3 separate regions of the Mus musculus genome follow, and regions 1 and 3 are each linked to region 2. A link is a contact called in public HiCAR-type data. All regions are on one chromosome and are shown on one strand. Each heading gives the region's core, a stretch centred on a gene start, on an enhancer-like site or on the middle of the called end of the contact. The rest is flanking DNA. Distances are from core to core; before and after follow the strand shown. Region 1 holds the start of Cpq (carboxypeptidase Q). Region 2 overlaps Cpq (carboxypeptidase Q). Region 3 has its middle 130 kb from the start of Gm41290.

Region 1 (2,815 bases), core at 34-2,533, 510 kb after region 2:
GAAGTTAAAATCTAAAGAGATCAAGTGACAATTCAAAGTCATTGATTTTGGTTTTATGGGGGGGGGGGGTTGTGGAACTTGGGGTCTAGGAAGCAAAACTACAGCAGTGATCAACTGTATTAAAGCACTCTTTATGTGTCATGCACACAAATTACTTTCCTCACTGTGACATATTTTGTTTTCTTCATTCACCTGCAACTAAACCAACCCTTGTCTAAGGAAAATAGACATTGTCCAGTCTTAGATTCATGAGAAGTGTCTGGATTTAAATACAAGTCAGCGACATGGTTCTGCTTTGAGATGTACCTTTGTACCTTGTAAATACATTATATATTTTGGTAACAACGCTGGCTCAAACCAAAAGTGGGGAGAATAAAGCACAAGCAAGCAAGAGTTCAGGTTATTTTGTTTTAGGCAAAATATATTTAATCCAACCAATGGAGATAATAAGGTGCAGGAGTCTAGTAACTAACAACTACAAAGAATCAAACTCCTCTTGATTAACCACAGAGATTGCAAAACACTTAACTCTGAGAAAACAGAGGCGAAAGCCTGTGTGTCTGATGTCTCCATTTCATATTCACTGTGCCATTCATATATTTTGCTCATTCTGCTGCATTTCCTACGCATTTGTCCACTTCATTCATTCAGTTCTACTTCACAGTCAATTATTGGATATTGAGTACGACTATGTATGACAAGTCAGACGCTGACAACTCGAAAATGGGGCCTTTCATATCAGAAATGAAAGAACAGAACTAGGTAGAAAGTGAAAGAAACCACCAAAGCTCTCCCACCCCGTCCTGGTAAAGCCTCTTGCAAGTCAGTTGACTAGGGAAAATTCCAGATAGGGCCTTGAAGGAAGCTCCTAGGCAGTCCAGGGACGGTGCAAGAGACCTTGAAGAAGAGACAGGCACCAGCAATTTTGGTCTCTGCCTCTGGGTTTCAGTGTAACTGCAGGCAGTCTCGTCCTATGCAAGGGCACTCCAGCCCGATCAGGAAGCTCTCTGGCAGCCAGGCCGGCTGACCTCAGCCCACCCTCCCGCCTCTGGGGAGCAGCTGGTCACCCACAGCCTGGGGGGCACTCACCTGATCACGAGGCTCTGCGGAGCAGCAGCGGCCACAACACCCGGTGAGGCCTGCAGACCACAGGCACGTTCGGGGGCGGGACCAGGAAGGTCCTCAGAGCGCACTGGAGCCACAGGGCGGGCCTCCAGAGGCCTCAGGAACAGCCCGGAGCCCCAGTAGTCTGCAGGCCTGGCTTCTTTGTGTGCCAGGACAGCTGTGGAGCCCTCCCTGGCCGGTGGGCGGAGACAAAGGTGCAACCGTCAGCCAGGCCCGAGGCCTGGGCTTTAACTGAGACTGTGGCTGGCTGGACCCGACCCTGAAAGGTCTCCTTGAGCCTGACTTAAGGCAAGTAGGGTCCCCAAGGCCTGGCTTCAAGAGACTTTGTTGGAACCGTCAAACTCCTTCCCAACAAAAGCAACTCAACAGTTATTTTGTTCATGTTATCAATCACCCAGTAGCTAGGGAGGATGGATATGCGGGAAGATGGCCCAGGACTTTGAGGCTTAGCAAGGGCTACAGAATAAATGAGACCCTGTCTCAAAAACAAAATGAAGCACCAGGTTATTTTCTCCCTTCCTTAATAGTTGAAAGACTGTAAGAAAGGAGGTGATCATGAAGGCAGGGGTCATGATCTAAAACTAGGAGATCAGAAAGTCATTTTCAGTCTAGGCATTGTATCAGGGAAAGAGCAATGCTATACTACTCTTGTAGTACATGTGCGCATATTTTTGGCCCATTTATCTATCTGTCTATCTATCTATCTATCTATCTATCTATTCATTCATTCACTTTACATCCTGATCACAGTAGCCCCTCTGCTTTCAGCTCCCCCTTCCCACAGCCCCTGTTTTATCCTCTGCCCCCTTCTCCTCTGAGAAAAGGAAGGACCCCCTTGTGAACCAGTATACCCTGACACATCAAGTCACTGCATGACTTCAGTAGTTTGGGGACCTGCATAAAGTCCAAACTGCAACATGTGCACATGTTTTTAATGTTTTATGTTTTGATAAGTCCAAATTTCTTTACTTAGCCAGACTCTTATCAAAGTTATCTTTGTAAAATACTTTCCAGTTCCTGTCTCTCCTCTTAAAACACACACACACACACAGACATACACACACACAAAACCAAGGAAAAACTTAGGCATGCTGATCCATGTATGTGTTATCTCAAAACACAGAAAATAGAGGCAGGGATATTTTGAGTTTCAGGCTAACCTGGGCTACATAGGTAGATGCTAAGAAAAAGAAAACTCACATACTTAAAAAACAGGAAAGAAAAAATTAAGCATATACAAAGAAAATCATTTTGAGTCCTTTCACCTATGTACAATATAACAATCCCTCTAAACTTTGACTAGTCGCGTTGCCTTTCACAAAATATCACTTCTGTGAGGTATTCAAGGGTCTTTTCAACATGGTCCTAGCTGGCCTTTCCACAAATGGTCCCTGGGGAGTCATATCTAGTCCCAATGATTTACATTTCTCTGAAACTATCTTTGATGAAGAATAGGTTGGATTATTTCCAATCTCCTACAACAGGCTAATTTTGTAAAATGAAATTAATAATCTAGCAAAGGTAACTGAAAAGCTATAAAATGACAGACTCTAGTTTTGTGGAAAAACAAACCTACAGGTTTGCAACAAGTGAAATATCACCTTTTTGACGCTTCTAGCTGCTTACACTCGACTTCTGTGTTTAGCTCATCGTGCACCTGTAAAGACGGCCCATAGACTGTCTCTCTAAG
Region 2 (2,819 bases), core at 315-2,814:
AACAGCGAACTATCAAATGGTCTTTAGAAATGGAAAGCTGCTAAGAGGAGTTTGCTCTAAGGAGAAGTAGTCTCCCCTGGAAACAAACTACAGAATTCTGAGAACTTTAACTGTTGGAGAGTATTTTCAAGAGAGATTTAGGATGTAAAGATGTCAGCTAAAAAGAAGGGATATATAGCTGAGGTAACAGAGGGAGGTAGGCCTAGGTTCTAACTTAAACTCTTCTGCTTGACTTTTAAAGTCGACTGCTAGGTCATTTCACTTCAGTTTCAATCATAAAATCAGGATTATGGTAGCCAACATTCAAGATGCTGCTGAGGATTAATAGGCTCTCAATTCAGTCTTTTTTTATGTCTGTTCTATACCCATAGAAGCTCCAACATACCCATAGCATCAATTAAGGGCTCCTTGGAGGATTTAAAATCCTAATTTAATCAATCAAAATTCTGATGATTATTCAAAATGATGGCATAGTTGGACCATGAAATCTGTTTTATGTAACATCGTCTTGACCCTGATTTAAATGTTTTTTTTCTCTTCCTCTTTCCCCTTTCCTGTTTTCCACACCTCTGAGTCTTTCTTGCAAACACTCATATCACAAAAAGTACTTTCCAGCTATGAGCATAGGTAAAACCTCCTCTATGACTATCAAATGAGATACTCATTCTACTAAATTCTGCTCACAGTGTATTGCAATCTTCACAGGGACAGAGTGGTAATGTTCATGGTGTGTGTGCAGAACAAGAACAAATACTTTTTTTTCTAAAGATATAGGTGGGTAAAACCACAGAATTTCCACATAGCACCTGCTTGTCATCCCTCTCACATATGTAATCAATAGGTTTTCATGGAAAAAATTAAGAAATTTATGTTTTGAGAGCTTTTGGAAAGGTAGTCAAGCTCTGAATTTCAAATTCAAGTCTTATTTTATCAAATACATGGCTGTTGTGCTGTGTGAAGGCTGCATACAGGCGACCAGCTGTGGAAAATCCATTTCTTCTTTGTAAGCAGACCTCAAACAGTCTGGAGCCCATGATTTAATTGCAATGGAATGTATTACGGGCTTTCCCCCAATCATAATAATTATGCAGTTAGAGAAGAATGTTGTGTTCTTAATATATTCCCTACAAGGAAAGAGTCCCCTTAGCATCCATAAAGTGCTAAAAATACACTTAAAATTTAATTAAAATTATTTTCTCAGCTACATTAACATGTGAAAAAACTTTATGAAAACAATTAGAAAGTCAATTAATAGAATTTTCAGGCATTTAATATCTCTTTTCAAGGAGGTACTTTAATCCCTATTAAATCTTATGGAAAATTACAATCAGAAGTAGTTAATGAATAGCTTCCTAACTCATAGCTTCTCAGAAGGGAAAACAAATCATAGGGGATGAAAAATAAAAAAATAAAACAAAATATAGGCTCAAGTAAGAAAGAAAAAGACCCCCTAACCTAAACATAATTAAAAGCATAACAGTTTGAGTTTATAAACGTTTCACCTACTCAAGAACCTCTAAGCTTGTACTCAATGTTTCCAGGGTGTGACCAACACAATTCTGAGCACATACTTGAGGTCAGCCCTGAGAGTCCTGGTGACCTCCAGGGTAGCTGAACTGAGGGGCACTGAATCATCTCCCATAAAGTTGAAGAAGTGGACAGTAGCAATAGGACTAGTACTAAGAATCCTAGTAAGACTAAACCATACTACATGATAGTAGTTATGGAGCCATCCTACAGAGAAGTAAGAGAAATGGATTGTCATCACTATTTACCCAGTGCTTCCTGTATGCCTGGAACTCTTTGGAAATTATTTCACTTAATTCTCTAAGTGACACCATGAGCACAAAACAGTGACAGATTGACAATAGTCATGAGGCTTGTTTAACACTACAGGGTAGTAGTCAGTACAGATAGGATTCCAGCTTGGGTTTTTCTGATTTAAAAATCCTTACTGTGTACCTGATCTCACTGAACTGTTTCAGGATATCAGCTTTTACCTCTCTGGGAATTTAGATAGTGTGGCCCCTGCCTGTCCCCCAGACCCACCCTGGTGCCCATTTTGATAAGGGAATGGAAATTTGAATTGGAAGTATATAGGATAATAAAGGAGAATTACATTCATAAACTAGGCTCAGACAGCCTGAGACCATTTGTCAGAAAATGAATGTCCATTGTGGCCATATCACCTTGAAACACCTGATCTTGTTTGATCTCAGACGCAAGAAAGGGTGAATTTGGGTCTCATATTGGACAGGCCTGCCAACTCTTCTGGGATTTCTTGGCTATCTGAAGTCACTGATACCTCTAATCACTCATGATGTCCTTTGTGGTGATTTTTTTCAATACCGTTTTAAAACTAATCTTTTAAAACTGATATACCATCAATAAAATTAATCATACCAATAGAGTGCCATGAGATGTTTCAACATATCTGTTCATAATATTTAAATGAGGTTAATTTAATTGTGTCTATATTCTTAGTCATTTTTTTATTTCTTCATGATGAAACATCCAATATGTTTTTCTGGCTTGTAAGACCTTTGTAATTGCTGCCACACTTATGATACTCATTGATCCATTTATCATTCTTCCCACACCTGTTGAGGTTTGGTCTGTTGCTAGGTTTTGTGATGCTAAATTCTTTACTCTAAGGTCTGGGCCTACCAGTAATTTCTCATGTTTACTAGCTTTTGTTATCCAAACCTTGTTCCTTAATTTAAAACTATTGGTTAAATAAAAATGGCTACAGCCAATAACTGAAGGGATTAGAGGAAGGTGGGTTTTGAGTTACCTGGTTAGGGGTGGAGAAGACAGGG
Region 3 (2,745 bases), core at 110-2,609, 320 kb before region 2:
CCTTGGTTTCTGTTGCTTATGTTCTTGTCCTTGCCTGTCACCATCTGGTTATCTCTGGTGCTAGCTGGTCTTGCTGTCTCTGACTGTGACTTGTTTCTCCTGCAAGCCTGTATGTTGTATCTGTACTTTTAGGAGACCAGTTCTCTCTGGGAAGAATTTGTATATGAAGAGCTGTGGCACAGGGTCAGTTCTGGCCATAGACAGGAACTGGAACTATCCTGTCCCAGGCTGCTCCTTGGTTCCTATGTCCTGAAGGCTACCCGACGGGTCTGTCAGAGCAGAAGTGATGGTCTTACCTGTGTTCATAGGCATGTCCACACTCTTGGGAGGCCAGCTCTTTTCCAGTGGTATTTGGGTATGTAGTACTGTGGCACAGGATCAGATCTGGATGCTGTTGCACAGGATCAACTCCTGACTGAACTGAATATTTAACCATTCCTCTCTTCAGACCTGGACACCGAATCCCTACTGAGGTGATGACCTTTCATCTGGCTATTCCCAGTTCCAAAATACCTTGTCATCAAAGGTATAGAAGCACTCACATGGGTTTCTTTACTGCTACAAACTACAATCCTGGAGCCTATCCCAAGTAACAAAGTCACTACTGTTGCTTGTGAAATTTAGAGTCTATAGGTTGCTTCTAGGATTGGGATGAGCTTCATCCAAATTCTTTATTATACTGGAAATCATTTTGGCTTTAATTAGAACATATTGGTACCCAGGAATAGACTATAGTTGGGAGAACAAAGAGATTTTTTTGTGAAAGAAAGTTGAGGGTTGTATTTAACAACTGACATTTCTTTGCCCTAAGGACATGGTTGAAAGTTAGACAGTGTTCTTTATAATTGGTACTTAATCAGCATCTACTAGATGAACAAAATAAGGTAAGTGTGAATTGGATATTGATGGATGAGTAAACTTAGATAAAAGAATAGATGAGGTGAACAGGAAGATATCTCTAGTACAAACTCACCAAAGGCACAATGCAAAGATGAATGTGAGGCATTTAATAAAATATAGATGTCCATAAGGCTGTAAATGAAAATAGGATGTGTGGAGAGAGTTTAGGTTCTTGTTACTGATATTAGAGCATTCTGGTTGACTTTTAGCAGAAGATGAGGTAGAGAATTTAATCCTAATTTTGTAAATATCTGTTAAATGGCAATCAGTTTGACCCAAAGACTAAAGAATGTTAAGTTGTCCCTGTGGCTTGCACAGTCACCATCTCCAGGCATGTGAGCTCTTCCCAGGATAACAAACTAAGCCTGTGGGATTCTCACCGTGCCTCACTTCCTGCCTCTCTTATTAGCAGCATTCTTCTCATGTCTCCTTCAAAGCATCTGAGCTGGATGACTAACCTAAAAGCAGCCCACGGAGTGGGAGATGTGGCTCTCCACCTCACAGCTGCTGTTGGCTCCTGGGTTACCAGCTGATTATTTCTTGGTTTCTGAATCCCAAGGGAAAGGTTGTGGGGCCTGAGCCTGACTCAGGAGTGAGTCAGAGCTGAGCATCAAAGATGAAGGACTCCCTGCAGCTGGACACCCTCTTTCAGGGGGATCAAAAATACTGAAAAGGAGAATGGACATTTATATTATTAATCTTTTAAAGAACGTTATGCAACTGACTAGTGTGTTATGGAAAGTCTGAGCTCAGTAGAGGAAGAAAACATAATACTGAAAGCTGAATGCAAGGAAAAATCATTAAAGAAAAATGTAAAACCCATACCACACCCACAGCTGTTCACGGAACTGACCGTGGTTTACTGATTCAGCCTGCTTCTTACTTGCTGTTTTTTCTCTCCTACATGCTCTTCTAACCTTCTCCCCTTTCCTGTTCTCTGCCACTAGTTGAGTTATCCACCCCCTAACTCCCAGGGTGCCTTGTTTTGTATGGACTGTTCCAAGGGTTTTTCATTTGTCATTGTTGTTCACACACACACACACACACACCACAGTTCCCCCCTCTTCTCTTAGTTCATCCATGTCACCTCCCTTCTGCCTACCTTCATCCACTCCTTTTCCATTTCTCTTCAGAAAAGGGCAAGCCTCTTATGGATTGCAACTAAATATGTCATGTTAAGTTTCGGTAAGACTAGACTCTCCCCATGTATTAAGGCTGGACAAGGCAACCCAGTAGGACAAAAAGGGCCCAAAGCATGCAAAAGAGTCAGAGACAGCTCTGATAAGTGGATATATTAGCCCAGAAGCCCAGAAGCCCAGAAGCTCAGAATACCCAAGATACAATTCACAAACCACATGAAACTCAAGAAGAAGGAAGAACATAGTGTGGATACTTCTATTCATCTTAGAAGCAGGGAACAAAACACCCATGAAAGAAGTTACAGAGACAAAGTATTGAGTGGAGACTGAAGAAATGACCATCTAAAGACTGACTTACCTGGGGATCCATCCCATTTACAGTCACCAAACCCAGACACTGTTGTGGATGCCAACAAGTGCTTGCTGACAGAAGCCTGATATAGGTGTCTCCTGAGAGGCTCTGCTAGTGCCTCACACATACAGAGGTGGATGCTCACAGCCATCCATTGGACTGAGCACAGGATCCCCAGTGAAGGAGCTAGAGAAAGGACCCAAGGAGCTGAAGGGGTTTGCAGCCCCATAGAAGGAACAACAATATGAATTAGCCAGTTCCCGCACAGCTCCCAGGGACGAATCCACTAACCAAAGAGGGACTTATGGCTCCAGCTGCATATGCAGCTGAGGATGGCCTAGGTGGTCATCAGTG

The links. HiCAR-type assays count read pairs that join an accessible place to other places.
Region 1: a HiCAR-type map of fibro-adipogenic progenitors shows a contact between it and region 2, with 5 times the contacts expected there. The contact joins the promoter of Cpq here to the enhancer-like site in region 2. A contact is called at or near these places in 4 of 39 promoter capture datasets (the 3T3-L1 cell line, hippocampal neurons and liver), 1 of 115 datasets of contacts at active chromatin or transcription factors (fibro-adipogenic progenitors) and 1 of 9 other capture datasets (adipose tissue).
Region 3: a contact with region 2 is called in a HiCAR-type map of fibro-adipogenic progenitors, with 3 times the contacts expected there. The contact joins two enhancer-like sites. A contact is called at or near these places in 2 of 115 datasets of contacts at active chromatin or transcription factors (embryonic stem cells and fibro-adipogenic progenitors).

The regions. Positions count from the first base shown.
Region 1 is chr15:33,081,597-33,084,411 of GRCm38.p6, reverse strand. Cpq (carboxypeptidase Q) reads right to left here and starts at 1,283. Exons shown (of 8, transcript NM_176073.4): 1 at 1,090-1,283.
Region 2 is chr15:33,589,091-33,591,909 of GRCm38.p6, reverse strand. The region is part of intron 7 of Cpq (carboxypeptidase Q); the gene reads right to left. Among named protein-coding and RNA genes, the nearest start is that of 4930592A05Rik, 63 kb to the left of the region's middle. Within about 2 kb of position 1,564, at least 69 of the 459 cell types and tissues checked have an H3K27ac peak or open chromatin away from gene starts, as enhancers often do. A contact at or near this core is called in adipose tissue and fibro-adipogenic progenitors, where this site is marked.
Region 3 is chr15:33,905,940-33,908,684 of GRCm38.p6, reverse strand. No RefSeq gene overlaps it. Among named protein-coding and RNA genes, the nearest start is that of Gm41290, 130 kb to the left of the region's middle. Within about 2 kb of position 1,359, at least 67 of the 459 cell types and tissues checked have an H3K27ac peak or open chromatin away from gene starts, as enhancers often do. A contact at or near this core is called in fibro-adipogenic progenitors, where this site is marked.